Linked DNA regions of Mus musculus: all the other regions are linked to region 4. The links are chromatin contacts, called in public Hi-C and HiChIP or PLAC-seq maps. All regions are on one chromosome and are shown on one strand. Each heading gives the region's core, a stretch centred on a gene start, on an enhancer-like site or on the middle of the called end of the contact. The rest is flanking DNA. Distances are from core to core; before and after follow the strand shown. Region 1 has its middle 19 kb from the start of Gm33447. Region 2 has its middle 14 kb from the start of Gm33447. Region 3 overlaps Gm33390 (a long non-coding RNA gene). Region 4 overlaps Arhgef28 (Rho guanine nucleotide exchange factor (GEF) 28).

Region 1 (3,530 bases), core at 423-2,922, 580 kb after region 4:
TTTACAGCAGCATAAGCCACACCTCAAGAAAATCTCCCCCCTTGTCCGGCTGCAGCGGTTTCTAATCTATGAACCTACCAGGTTCTCGCCATTGTCTTCCTGACCCACCCTCTTATGGCGACTTGGGAAATAGGAAAGGATGTCCCCCAGAGGACACAAGCTCAGTCTAGCACTTGAGTCTAGCACTTGCCCATCCTAAGGCTTGACCTTTCCATCTCCTCACTAGTCACACCAAGTGCAGCCTTTTGTTGTTGTTGTTGTTGTTTGCTGTGTTTGCTTGTTGTGGTCGTTGTTGCTGTGGAAGACTAGCTCAGAGTTCAAGGTCGTTAGCTAAACTAACCTATGCTGTTCTTTGTAATTCAGTTATCTGGACCCAGCAATTTAAAGTGAACCCATTTCCTTTCTAGCCCTTCCCACCCTAACTAGCACACCCCCCACACCACCCCCTCCCCGACCCTCACCCCCATCATGGCCATGTTCCTCCCGGCATGTACATGTACTTTTACTATAAATTCAACCTGAGTGCTTTCTGAGCCTCTTTGGTCACAAAAACCAAGGGTCTTCCTGCTGGACCACAGGCCCACGCCTAGGCCTAGGCTCCTACTTAACCTCTTGACCCCAGGCTGGGGCAATATTCCCCAGACTCTACCATGGAAACTCTGCAGAGGGGAGTTGCCAGGGATTAAAACAGCCCACTGAGCTGCCTCCCACCCTCACACATTCAGCTCTTTCTAACCACCCTCTCTCTATAAACTGTCCTTCTGTCACTGAGCCTTCTTCCCCCAAGAGTACGTTGCCAGCATCCCAGCCAGGGGCAACTGGAACACGGCCCACTCTATTCAAGAGATATCCAGTCTCCCCGCCCCCACGAAGACAAGCACCTGTGTAAATCACACCTACTCTACTGTCCATTTTAGATCCCGAAACATCTACTGATAAATATTTGTGGAAAAGCAAATCCCTGGATTTCCCTCCTGGTCTGACCACATACTAAGACGCATTAGAACTAAGCCCTAACTATGGGCACATCAGTAACTCAAAGAGGCACCTCATAAACACTGCGATCATATTCTCTCATTCCTCTGGTTGCCACAGAGGCCCCTGGCCGCCCATTCTGATTCTTCACTTTTTATGCTTGCCACCGATGTCTCATGGTGGGGATCTTGGGCTGCATACGCCTTTATTCCCTGAAGCACCCACTTCTAGAGACAGCTCCCCCTGGTTAGCCAGATGAGCTTCAGCTCTCAGTGTATAGCAGAAATACCTTCAATGCAGGCTTTGGGATTTTCTATTTGTGGGATCTTGAAAAAAAAAAAAAAAATCTTTGATTACCAACTTGTGATTCTGAGAACTGCTCTTTGAGAAACTGCAAACCTCTGTGTTGAGTACACACTAGGCTTTCAGTGGATTGAGTTATAGATGAAAATACCATCAGAGTGATGTTTAGCACAGACCTATTTTTATACAGCGTGTGCTACGTCGACTCTCAGATGTAGTGACAACCAAGAAAGGCAAGCAATTGTCTAAGAGAGGGGGGAAATCCTGGCATGTGGGGAGGCTCTGATTGTGCACTGATGATAAATTAATTTCTGCCACTCACCACTGACTCTTCTAAGTAGAGCTGTGTGGTGCAGCCCTGTCATTAGCTTCTCTGCTGGAGCTAGTGAAATGTTAACTCGTAGATAGCCTCTCCTTGTGGGGCAGCACATCACTTACCTACTTTCCCACTGTTTAATCTCTGTCCCCAAAGATGAACTTCTCACATTCCTTTAAAATGACCTGGCTCTTTGAAGCACAACCACCCATTGCTAAACGCAGCTGTCCAGCTGAGGGATTTATAAGGACCACCCTAACACTCTCAAAGAGTGAAGGAGCTCGCCTGGGGGTGGAACTCAGTGGCAGAGCCCTTGCCTCATGTGCATGAGGCGCTGTGTTCAATCCCAGCCCTGTAATAATAATAATAATAATAATAATAATGGTGATGATGATGATAATTATCAAAGACTGAAGGAGGCAATATGGAATCACTCCAGAGCTTCCTGGCTACTTCTGATTCCTGACCATAGCATAAACGATAAACACAAGTAGACCTCCCAGGAACACTGCTGTCATTCCAGGTCCCGTAGACAGGCTCTGAGCAGATAAATAACCCTACCCAGAGGCATGACTCACACCTAGAAAAATGTCCGAGTTCGTGAATCTGGTTTTCGTTTAATCCTCCCTACCGCAGATGGACATTGTGAGAGAGACAGTGTCTCTTATTGGCCTGGCTCTCACCCGTTGTGCTTGGCTGGCCCACCAGTGAGGCCCGGGGATCTGTCTTTCTCTGCTTCTCCAGGATTGGGATTACAATAACATGCTACAACACTGGTTCCAAAAATCAAACTTAAGTCCTTGTGCTTGGAAGGTGAGCATTTTCCCAACAGAGCCAGCTCTCCGGGCCCTACTGTAGAACACTCTACAATGGTTCTGATACTTCTAAATATTGCATCACGTTGTAGGTAGAATTAATCTTAATATTGGATTAACTGTGTGAGTCACTGTTGTGAACACTCTACATGCATGAGCTCATTAAAATAGTGCAACGTTCCTGTAAGGTAGCCACCAATTCTTCCCGTTCTGTAAATAAGAACAACGAAGCTAAGAGAAAGGGGCCGCATTGTGCAGGGTACATTTACACAGGGTCAGACTTCCATGTGAGCTTTGCCATCGTGTCTCAGTGTACAGTAATGTAACAGGGCTCTCCATCCCAATGCCCTTCTCAAGAGTCAATGCAGGGTCAAAATTTTTACTATAAACACTGTCAAAGTCTTTGTGAAGGCAGGTTCATTTTACAGGAGTACCATGTTCTACATAGATACTGTGATTAGGTTTTTGAATAGAACCATGATAGTAAGTGATATTCAGCATCCTTAGTCCAGGAACATCAATTACCACACGGGACTATTATACAGCCCCAAACACTGACAACTGTCTCCTGGGGACAGACATGGCATGGAATCCTTTGGAGAGATGAATACTGAGTTTTCACTTTAGTCACATGTAAGCCACATAATTTGGTAAACAACCTTCTAACGATGGGAAAGAGCAGGGTTCAGCTTAGCCATAGCTTGACAGGAACACAGGGAAGGTAAGGACCTGCAGTAGTTACATTCACCAGGCACATGAGTGACGGTAGTACTGGGCATTTTAAGTTCGGAGCAAAGACCACAAGCTCTCGTGGCTTGGAATCTGGTGGCAGCTGCAATTTATCAGCCTCTCCAAGCTTCCATCACACAAAGAGGTGGGGCCAACATTCCTCCCTCACACAAAGATGAAAAGAAATAGCTGAAAAGATTGCTGAACACAGGGAAGGTGGCTGTCGGAGTCCTTCTTGTCCGCAGCATTGAACCAAAAGTCAAAGTGAGTTTCAGTCCTGCCTTGCTATGTGACCTTGATCTCTTCCCATCTCTGGACCTCCAGTTTCTTGCTTGTAAGAACAAACATAACCAAACTGACTTTTAGGAAACTTGTCATCTCATACTACGAGG
Region 2 (3,188 bases), core at 151-2,650, 550 kb after region 4:
TCTCCTGCTTCCCCCCACCCCAAGCTCTTGTCTCAGTAGTCAGCATACTGCATAGAAGGTGCACATCACTGTTGAAATGTTGATCTGTGATCTACTGACATTGACCAACAAAGTTGAACATAGAGGGTAAATGTCTAAGAACAATGCCCATGACAATATCAATGGTTGGCTAGGAAGAGCAATCACATGTGGCCTCAAAGTGAGGGGAGGCAGATATTTCCTCAGGTTTACAGGAACACAGTTTCTGCACTTGCATTTATTCCAATTGCTAACTATGTGCATAGTGTGCAAAGAATGAATACTTAACACAGCTCTCCTCTTTTCAAAAAAAATACACACACACACATACACACACACATATATATATATGTATATACATATATATATATATATATATACATATATATATATACCCACAGTGTTCTTTTAATTCTAATGACTACCTCAAAAAGAATACCTCTTTAAAAACAAAACCAGGACATGGAGCTATCTGGGTAGAGAAGATGACCTGGGAGGAAGAGGGTGAACATGATCAATATATTGTACAAGATACTTAAGTGATTAACAAAAAGTGGTTTTTAATTAATGACTAGCTCAGGGCCGTAGAGACGACTCATTAGTAAAGAGCACTGTGCTTTTCCAGAGGCCCGGGTTTGGATTCCCAGCAGCTATGTGGGGTCTCACACCTACTGCAGGTCCAGGTCCAGAGAAAATGCTGTTCCGGCTACTGCAGGCACTAGGCACACACATGGTGCACAGATACAGAAGTAGGCAAAATGCCCATACATATAACATAAAATCATAAAAATTTTTAAAGAACTTGATTTTGAAAATACATAAAGGTAGGAGTGCATATCTGAAAACCTTTTCTTGGTGTCCCAGAAAGGATGGCATATTTCTCAGAGTTAAGATCATCTATGGAAAACATCAAGTATCTAAGTATGTTACAATATTCTAACAATGCCTAAGTGAACACACACACACAGAGAGAGAGAGAGAGAGAGAGAGAGAGAGAGAGAGAGAGAGGTGACTTTCAATTCCAAAGAGACGCCTCCCTCCTCAGTCACATCCCGACAGCTCTCATTGACTAGATCTAGCGTCGAATTCACTTTGCAGTTAAGCCTGTGCAAGCGCTCTGCCCAGGACTATCTCTGGCAGCACAAACTCCTACAGCTGTCACTGAGTCACATGGAACGTCAGGCAGGAGTTTTGTTTTTTAATGATTTTATTTTGGTCTTGGGGGAGGAGGGCAGGCAAGAAAGACAGCACAAGATGAAGAAAAGCTGTCAGGAAAGTAGACACATTCCGAAAGCCAAACAAGCTGCTTCCTGGAACAGTGTCACTTTCTGCGTTGTTTATCACACGCTGAAGTAATCTGCACATTGCTAGGGAAGGTGGAACTTTCCATGCATTCCCGCCATCCTAAAAGCCAATGGCTGTCCCCTCCCACTGCTGCCTTGTTACTATGGAAACGATGATGCACAGCAGGACAAGGAATGACATCATAGGATTTAAATAGAGATAGTAACAAAGGGGCCTTCTGTAATATACACAGAAATTGCTTTCCTTTGGCAAAGTATTCTGAAATATATATATTTGCAATAGGTACAAATATTTACTTAGCTACATTATAATCGATCCTATAAGAATAGCACCTAGCAGTAAAGATGCTTTACCCAACTTTGTTCCAAATTATTTCTTTCTTTTTTTTTTTTTTTTAAAAAAACCCAAACATCTTTTTTTTTTAAAATTTATTTATTTATTTATTATATGTAAGTACACTGTAGCTGTCTTCCGACAGTCCAGAAGAGGAAGCCAGATCTCATTACGGGTGGTTGTGAGCCACCATGTGGTTGCTGGGATTTGAACTCCGGACCTTCGGAAGAGCAGTCGGGTGCTCTTACCCGCTGAGCCATCTCACCAGCCCCCAAATTATTTCTTTTTCTGTTTTCCATCTTGAAATTTATTGAATAAACAAAATGCAGCTGATACACCAGTGTGAAACTAATATAAAGATATCCATTATTCTGCATATTTACTAAAGGTGGATTTTAAAGTTAAGATAATAACTTAGAAAAAGAAATGCATAGACATTTATCGTAGAAGCTGTGGTCTACTTAAGTGAATAATGTAAGTGTCTTTAATATAAATGTTAAGATTATTTTTAAAGGGCATGAAATTGAGAGTCAGGTGCTACAAGGAGAGTTGTAAAAGCATTGTCAGGGTGGCAGGATTCCATGGATGGGAAAAAAAACAAATAAAAATTGTGAATTACATGTTAAACTGAATTAGAATTAGTTCTCTTCCTTTCAAATATTACATGATGGTTAGCTTGTCTAATATGAAAAGAGCCTAGCCTAACACTTGCCAACCTAACCTGGAAAAAAAAATCATTTCAGCTTCATCTCAGCCTAGGAAAGTTTCTAAGACTCAAACTATCAAATGCTATGGTTAGCCTGGATGGCATCTTACTGCAGACTGATGGGTGTGCCCAAGACAACTGTCTTGGCTCCCTAATCTGGAAGATAAGAAGATGCCACTCATAGCATCAGGTTTGTATGAAAACTTGACCTAATAAAAAGTCAGCCGCATGTCAGGCATTCCATAAACGCTGGCTTGCTGGCACTGAAGATTCAGCATTCCCTGGCCGTATGGAGGTGGGCGGCTACAGGGCTGAAGGGAAAGCTCCCAGCTTGGCCTTAAGTTTGCTGTGAATGAGCTGTGAAGTGGGCTATCCACACAGCAGATAAGCAAGCTGTGGCTGCTCTTGGAAAAGGACACCACCCCACCTCAGCAATCCAGGGTAAGGTGCGGGAATTGGGGTGTTCGTGGGAATTCTGGATGGGGACTGACACTGAGCACTGTCCATGTTGGCATTCCCCACAAGCCCAATTACTCTGAGCACAGAAATATCACATTCTAGTATCTGCCCTTTGGCCACGGCAATCTGGGAGCAGTTCAGACACCTTCTGCCGTCTGCCCGGGGCCAGACTGCTAACTATTTGGTGCCAGTGGTTACGCTCGATTCCATTTCTAGAAATGCAAGGCAGCTGGAAAACAATTTTTTTTCTCATAGTGGAAAAAGTCTGCACTGTTACATATCTTTTCAGCAAACTCAGGAAAACATTACGATACATATAGAAATTAACTCTAACGCAAGGTAAAGCATGCAATTTACCAAACCCCAA
Region 3 (3,155 bases), core at 238-2,737, 640 kb after region 4:
CCAGAGCAGCCTTTCAACTTTTTTTTTCTTTAAGATTTATTTATTATTATACATAAGTTCACTGTAGCTGACTTCAGACACACCAGAAGAGGGAGTCAGATCTCATTACGGGTAGTTGTGAGCCACCATGTGGTTGCTGGGATTTGAACTCAGGACCTTCAGAAGAGCAGTCAGTGCTCTTAGCCGCTGAGCCATCTCACCAGCCCAGAGCAGCCTTTCAAATTAGGTCAGGCGGCTTCCTAACTTAAACACCTTCCTGTATGCTCCCTGATGCTCCTGCTTCAAGGAGCGAACTCACATTCCTTAGTTCAGCTTATCAGCCTTCCACGGATTGCCCTTTCCTTTCTTGCATCACGTTCCGGCATCACGTTGGCTTCTGGAAAGCTCATCAGACCGCCATGTTGTTTCACATTGCTCTGCACCCCACTCTTCATTTGTTTTTCTTCAAACACCTGCTTTCCTTCTTTGCCTAATGAACAGGGAGGGGCAAGTCTCTCCCTCTACCCTCTGGAGGGTCTCCCAAGCAAATGGACCCCTCTGGAGGAAAGAAAGAAAGAGAGAGAGAGGGGGAGGGAGGGAGGGAGGGAGGGGGAGGGGGAGAGAGGGAGAGGGAGAGGAGAGGGAGAGGGAGAGGGAGAGGGAGAGAGGAAGAAGTAAGCAGCTTTCTATATGAATGAAGCGGGTAATTCGTGAGGCTCTTGGAAATGCAGGTGCGGCTCTACCAGTCATTTCCAGAGCACGAGTGAACACTATCACGATCTCTGGAAGCACGAACCCGTTAGAGAGGGGCGGTGCATCCGCGGTAAGTAACCACTGAGCAGTGTATGCAGCCCCATCACTACAGAAAGAGAACTTGTCTACGGCCTTAGGAAACACCAAGATGCCCTTTGCCCACATTTTCCTGGCCATTTCACTCCTAGGCTCTTCCATTCTTCCCCAGTTGCCTTCAGCACCCACTGGGCACACCGGTCAGGGCCAAAGGAAGGCAGCACACTGTACCTTCCCAGGAACCCAGAGACAGCAGTCCTTTCCAATTTAAATGCTGAATTGGAGTGGTGGGAAGGGCTGTCCCTTGCCGTCCCTCCCTCCCCCAACCTGCTCACTGCTGGAGGACTTCCCACCAAAGAGGAAATCTGCTGCTTTCTGCCAAGAGTCCAAAACCCCAAGGAAGTCTTGTAGATAGCAGACCTTTGACCTGCTAGACTTGGCTCTGCCTTTGGACCGTTTCCAGGGCAAAGGGGAAACGCCTCCTAGGAGAGACTCTTTGTCCTTGAGCAAGACACCTCTTAGGGAAACTCCAAAATGAGTGGTCAGGTTTTTGCGGCCTCATTTTCTATTTTGTTTACTGGGTCAATGGAAAAATACCTCTCCCTCCCCCCCTCCCTCTCCCCCTTCCTTTTTCCCTCCCTCCCTGATTCTTCCCCTTCTCTGGCCTCCCCCCAAACAAAAGAACAGGAAAAGAACAGATGTTCTGTAGGCTTTTCCTTTGTGCTCTCCTCTCCAGTTTTGAATCAGGAAATAGAGCAATGGCCTCCGTCCGCTCTCAGGGATCCTCTCTTCCTTGTCACCGGGAGATTCTCTTTCACAGGTGAAATGTCAGACACTCTAAATTTGCATATGCCCTCTTTAGCTTACGTCAGACCTTTAGGCTAGTATTGTGTAAAAGTGAGACTTCTGCTGCTGAGGCAGAGTTCTCAGGGAAAACGGACAGGTGGGAGGAGCTGGTGGGGCATGAGTTGGCATCCTTGGTCAGCCGACAATAGTGATAAATAAACAAATCAACTGGTTCACCAAAACTCAAGAAGCAGGAAGAGAGAAGTAGCCGAAGAAATGTGTGTAAGAACAGGACCATGAGCCGGGCAGTGTTGGCCCACGCCTTTAATTCCAGCATTTGGGAGGCAGAGGCAGGCAGATTTCTGAGTTCGAGGCCAGCCTAGTCTACAGAGTGAGTTCCAGGGCAGCCAGGGCTATACAGAGAAACCTTGTCTTGAAAAAACAAAAAACAAACAACAACAACAACAAAGAATGGATCTGTGAGAGGTGCGTCACAGCCTCAAAAAAGGAAACGTCAGCTTTTCCTTTGCTGTTATAGCATGGAATTGCTGAAAGGGGACATTCTTGATGGACCACTTCCCTGGTGGAAGCACTAAGGAATCTTTCATCCTTCTTGAATCTTTGGTTTGTTCACTCAGTGAATACCACACCAAGCCGCATGTGCTAAGACACAACAGCATCTTCCAGACCTTCATGGAGAACCCAACCCATGGAGAACCCAGATGCTATGATTACAGAAGCAGAGTTCACAAGGCTATGAGACCCCAGGTCCCTCTCAAGGCCCGCCTGAGTACAGCATTCCAATGGTGTCCATGAGGAGCTGGTTCCAAAAGCTGCAGGTGTTCAGGTCCCTTGTGCAGAGTGGTATAGTCATTGAATATAACCTGTGTATATACATACATACATTGCATATAATCTACTTACATCTGGAGTATTTTCACCTCCAGGTGACTTATAATGCCTGATATAGGTCTAAGTGCAACGTCAATAGTTATTATATTATTCTGTTTGGGGCATAGTGTCAAGAAAAAAAGCTTGTGCACATCAAACCTAGCCTCTCATTTTCTGCTGCTTATTTCAGATCCATGGTTGATTGAATCTGTCAATTAAGAGCCCGAATCGGCAGGGACTGTCAGCACTTCTCTTGGCCACCAGTAATCAGGACCGTGGCTAAATTAACAAAGAAGAAATCTAGAACAAGACAGCACTGACTTCAGTTCTGGGCCTGGTGTCTGCAGTTTTTATAACCTTGCCCTTGACAGTCAAAGGACATCCCATCTACACAAAATCTTTCTCCTTGAGTCAAGAAGGAAGTGAGTCTGACAATAACTCTTCCAATTTACCAGAAGAGAAGCATTTCCCAGAAACCACTAGTAAGCTGTGACTTAACTCTCTGGCTGAAACCTTGTGATTCAGGCATGATTGTATTCAGGACACTAAAACAGATGAAGCTTTCTCATTTTTTAAAAGACTTATGTTATTTCATTTATATCTTCAGACACACCAGAGAAGGCATCGGACCCCATTACAGATGGTTGTAAGTCACCATGTGGTTGCTGGGAATTGAACTCAGGGCCTGGAAGAGCAGTCAGTGCTCTTAA
Region 4 (3,203 bases), core at 384-2,883:
CTGCTCGGCCCCATCTTAGCTTCCTCCAACGTTTAACTGTTAATGTGAGGAAGTGGGCAAGAGGAACAGACTGGCTCCTGGTTTGGAGATGGCTTGACTGTCTCTTTAGGCGTTAGGAAAAGTTGCTATAAATTGTCCCTCCAACATCCTTGCCTAAGAAGTGCTCGCTTGCACCGGGTGACCTTGGCTTTTCACTGGGTTCATTCGAAGTGGTTCCCACTCACAGAAAACTCTGGCTTAGAAGAGGCTTTCTGGAATCCTGGGCAGCTGCTGTTTCCTAATGGTGATACATGTGATTTTTAAAATTTAAACAAAGAGAAAGGGGCAGCCCCTTGTTAGAAATAAAGATGCGTGATGATACCATATTTTTAAAAGAAGTTTATAAACATCACAAAATGAGTATTTTGGTCAGGATCCTGGTCAGATATTGCTCCAATGAAGTTGGGGGTGGGGTGGGGTGGAGCAGCCTTGAGAAGCCTGGTTTAAGTCAGGAAAAGGTGAACATAGCCTAAGTTTTAACTGAAATCCATAAAGCAATGATGAAATCCTGCCGACCGAGGTTTCACCGGTAAAGGTAAATTTGTATTTGGTACTTAACATCTCTGGATGTGTTTTCCTAGGTCAAATGTATTTACAGTGTTAAAGCTTAAGTGGGAAGTGTGAGCAAAGCTGGAAATGAGGAGAAACTGAGGCAGGCTCTCAGTTTTTATGACTCTGAGACCATAAAGTGTTAGCTGCCTCCAGCCTTCTTAGATCAGTGCCCTCTGGACCTGCGTTCTAAACCTTGTCCATCAGCTGCTGCTCTTGTACTGGCCTCGAGGGAGCCTTTTATGGACCTGGGTCTGCCAAGAGACCTTGCTGTAATTCCACTGGGCACCTGTTTTAAATTACTTCTTTCCCAGGCAGCTTTGTCCTATTAAATGAAAGCGAGATGTAGACTCGGTACCACAAACAGCCCATGGACACATGAGCCCAAGAAAGAAGCGCAGTTAAAATGGCAGGTGGCAAAGGATGCTGCTTGGTGTCTCTTAGCCTGTAAGCTCCGGGAGAGCAGGGACTGCGGGCTTCCTTGCGATCTCTAGCGCCCCCTGTAGGTTCATTCAGTATGTATTATCTCGTGATGACTCCTTTTTTTGAAGTGTGCTTCAGTTGTGGGCAGAAGAATGTAATTGGCCGGCTGACGTTTGATGTTGTCCTTTTTGTTTCTGTCTCAATGGCGTGCTTCCAGCATTAGTCACAGAAGGGACAGAAGGAAGAGGCTGTTGGGATGTGGATCCCGGGCTCCAGGGTGTGGTAACCGACTTGGCAGTCTCTGATGCAGGGGAGAAGGTATTGTTAATTGTTAACCAACTTGCTAGTAACCAGAACCTATTGCTTTTGTATACAAAGTAGATTCAGCTCTCTGGCAATGAGTGGATTGAAAATACCTTTTTCTGAATTGTTTCTGATTTATTTAAATATCTATATTGAAACTTTCTAAACTATTTCTTCTTTAAATGTTCGTGGTTTTTATATATCATGTTAAAAAGAAAATCAACTGAGACGTTATTAAAAACCAAAACGAAAAGCTTGACAACCCTCCTGTGTATATGTGTGTCTGCACTCTCTGACTTCCGGCCTACTCTCTGCATTGCAAACCTTTGCTTTTCTCACTGCTTCTGGCAACTCCCTGTTTGAGAGGTGACCCGACACTGGGACGCTTCACCACCAGATGGCGCCCGTGAGCTGAACTGATTTCCACTTTGGGACGTCTTGCTTCTGTTCTCTACTGTGATCCTCTGCTCTTCACCTGTATCCCACCTTCCTCTCGCAGACTTGGAATCCACGTAACCACCCTTTGCCCGTGCTACGATGTTCTCTGATTCCTAATATATGTAGGCTGGACCTCTCTGTGTAGAAATTATATGCATACAGCTTCCTATTAGCTTGACGTGTGTGATTTCATAAGAGGGGAGGAAGAGCTCGGTGCTCCTGGGAGGTGGGGAGTCAGGTCAAGGGTTTTTACTTTGTCTAGCATTGATTTAGCTCCATTACCAAGTATTAATGCGCACCAGTGTGGGACTACGACATGTTACAGATGCAACATCTTACTGTTACATGTTTTCCAGATACGTGGCATAGGACAGAACCAGTCTGGCTCTCAGAACTTCACAGAAAAGTCAGCTCTGACTTAGTATTCATTTGCAAAGCTCAGAGGCCCAAGTTAATTTATGAATACAGAATTTTACTCTACTTACTCTGATTGTAAGCTTTGAGCTAGTTTGCCTTAGCTTGTCTGCGCTTCTCCGTGTGATCTTCACTTTGAAGCGTGAAGCCAGTAGCTTACAATCGCTCCTAGGTTGTTTGGGAAGAAAGATAATTGGTCGATGCAGCCTAGTTCTGCACAGAAAATGGCTTGACTCTGACTCCTGACTCAGTTACAGGTGGAGAAGTGAGTTCAGGTTTTAACCTCTGGAAACTCTGACACTTGATGGGGCCTTTTGAGAATGGAAATAAACAGATAAAGCAAGTATATAGTGATGTCTTGGCGTCAGCGTCCTTTAAAAGATTAGATTAAAACAAAATTCTGAAAGAATTAAAAACAATACCCAAGGGTAGAAATTCTCCTCGCATGGATCAACTGTAGTTATACAGTACCACCACCAGGTGGCGCATGAAGTCCATTAAAAAGACAATGTACACTTTCTTCTGTCTTCCCAAACCCAGAGGTTCGAGCAGTAACCAAATGTCGCACAATCCAACCCATTTCTACATGTTTGCTTCTTGGTAGAATATAAAATTTGGAAATATCATGGTTTTTTGTTTTTGTTTTTTGTTTTTCCACTAAAGCAGTGGATGGGCCAAGAAGGGCTCATAGGAAACGCAAGAACTTAACCACCAAACCAGAGTATATTCCGTACATTTGGGCAGAGTTCTAAAGTACCGACATGCTTCTCTCTATTCTACCTTTGTCCCTTCCCTGTTAATGGACTGATTAGCAACAAAGTCTGTAGTGACAGTATGAAGGCAAAGGAAATGGGGCTCGCTCACCAGCAGCTTAAGCTCCCAGCCTCCTTGAAGCAACATGGTTGACTTTGTTTAGGGCTGAACATGACGTGTGCTCAGACAGAAGCAAGCATCATCCAGGAGGCTGTAGGCTCTTAGAGGCTAGGGAAATGAATGGTTTCCTAGTTCACAAAATGTGGAGTTTGTAGCATTCATGG

What was found. A called contact is a pair of places that touch in the nucleus more often than the background predicts. HiChIP or PLAC-seq counts read pairs in DNA pulled down with a chosen protein or histone mark.
Region 1: an HNF4G HiChIP or PLAC-seq map of pancreatic cancer cells shows a contact between it and region 4. The contact joins two enhancer-like sites. A contact is called at or near these places in 1 of 15 datasets of contacts at CTCF or cohesin (embryonic stem cells), 5 of 484 Hi-C or Micro-C datasets (the AML12 cell line, nephron progenitors, peritoneal macrophages and 1 more), 5 of 115 datasets of contacts at active chromatin or transcription factors (the NIH/3T3 cell line, a beta-TC-6 cell line, large pre-B cells and 2 more) and 1 of 9 other capture datasets (embryonic stem cells).
Region 2: a contact with region 4 is called in a Hi-C map of the C2C12 cell line, with 4 times the contacts expected there. The contact joins two enhancer-like sites. A contact is called at or near these places in 1 of 15 datasets of contacts at CTCF or cohesin (stem cell-derived epiblast-like cells), 18 of 484 Hi-C or Micro-C datasets (the C2C12 cell line, the N1E-115 cell line, Sertoli cells and 12 more), 6 of 115 datasets of contacts at active chromatin or transcription factors (the NIH/3T3 cell line, SST interneurons, embryonic basal ganglia and 3 more) and 1 of 9 other capture datasets (embryonic stem cells).
Region 3: a FOXA1 HiChIP or PLAC-seq map of pancreatic cancer cells shows a contact between it and region 4. The contact joins two enhancer-like sites. A contact is called at or near these places in 6 of 39 promoter capture datasets (cranial neural crest, frontonasal cranial neural crest, liver and 3 more), 8 of 484 Hi-C or Micro-C datasets (the AtT-20 cell line, the N1E-115 cell line, Sertoli cells and 5 more), 15 of 115 datasets of contacts at active chromatin or transcription factors (cardiomyocytes, craniofacial prominence, differentiating embryonic stem cells and 9 more) and 1 of 9 other capture datasets (embryonic stem cells).

The regions. Positions count from the first base shown.
Region 1 is chr13:97,355,758-97,359,287 of GRCm38.p6, reverse strand. No RefSeq gene overlaps it. Among named protein-coding and RNA genes, the nearest start is that of Gm33447, 19 kb to the left of the region's middle. Within about 2 kb of position 1,672, at least 15 of the 459 cell types and tissues checked have an H3K27ac peak or open chromatin away from gene starts, as enhancers often do. A contact at or near this core is called in pancreatic cancer cells, where this site is marked.
Region 2 is chr13:97,388,788-97,391,975 of GRCm38.p6, reverse strand. No RefSeq gene overlaps it. Among named protein-coding and RNA genes, the nearest start is that of Gm33447, 14 kb to the right of the region's middle. Within about 2 kb of position 1,400, at least 96 of the 459 cell types and tissues checked have an H3K27ac peak or open chromatin away from gene starts, as enhancers often do. A contact at or near this core is called in the C2C12 cell line and pancreatic cancer cells, where this site is marked.
Region 3 is chr13:97,293,638-97,296,792 of GRCm38.p6, reverse strand. Gm33390 (a long non-coding RNA gene) reads left to right here. Exons shown (of 3, transcript XR_382781.1): 2 at 2,636-2,867; 3 at 3,053-3,079. Among named protein-coding and RNA genes, the nearest start is that of Gm33390, 3.9 kb to the left of the region's middle. Within about 2 kb of position 1,487, at least 46 of the 459 cell types and tissues checked have an H3K27ac peak or open chromatin away from gene starts, as enhancers often do. A contact at or near this core is called in pancreatic cancer cells, where this site is marked.
Region 4 is chr13:97,937,586-97,940,788 of GRCm38.p6, reverse strand. It overlaps Arhgef28 (Rho guanine nucleotide exchange factor (GEF) 28), which reads left to right. Exons shown (of 36, transcript NM_012026.2): 31 at 1,229-1,329. Among named protein-coding and RNA genes, the nearest start is that of Gm34388, 45 kb to the right of the region's middle. Within about 2 kb of position 1,633, at least 61 of the 459 cell types and tissues checked have an H3K27ac peak or open chromatin away from gene starts, as enhancers often do. A contact at or near this core is called in the C2C12 cell line and pancreatic cancer cells, where this site is marked.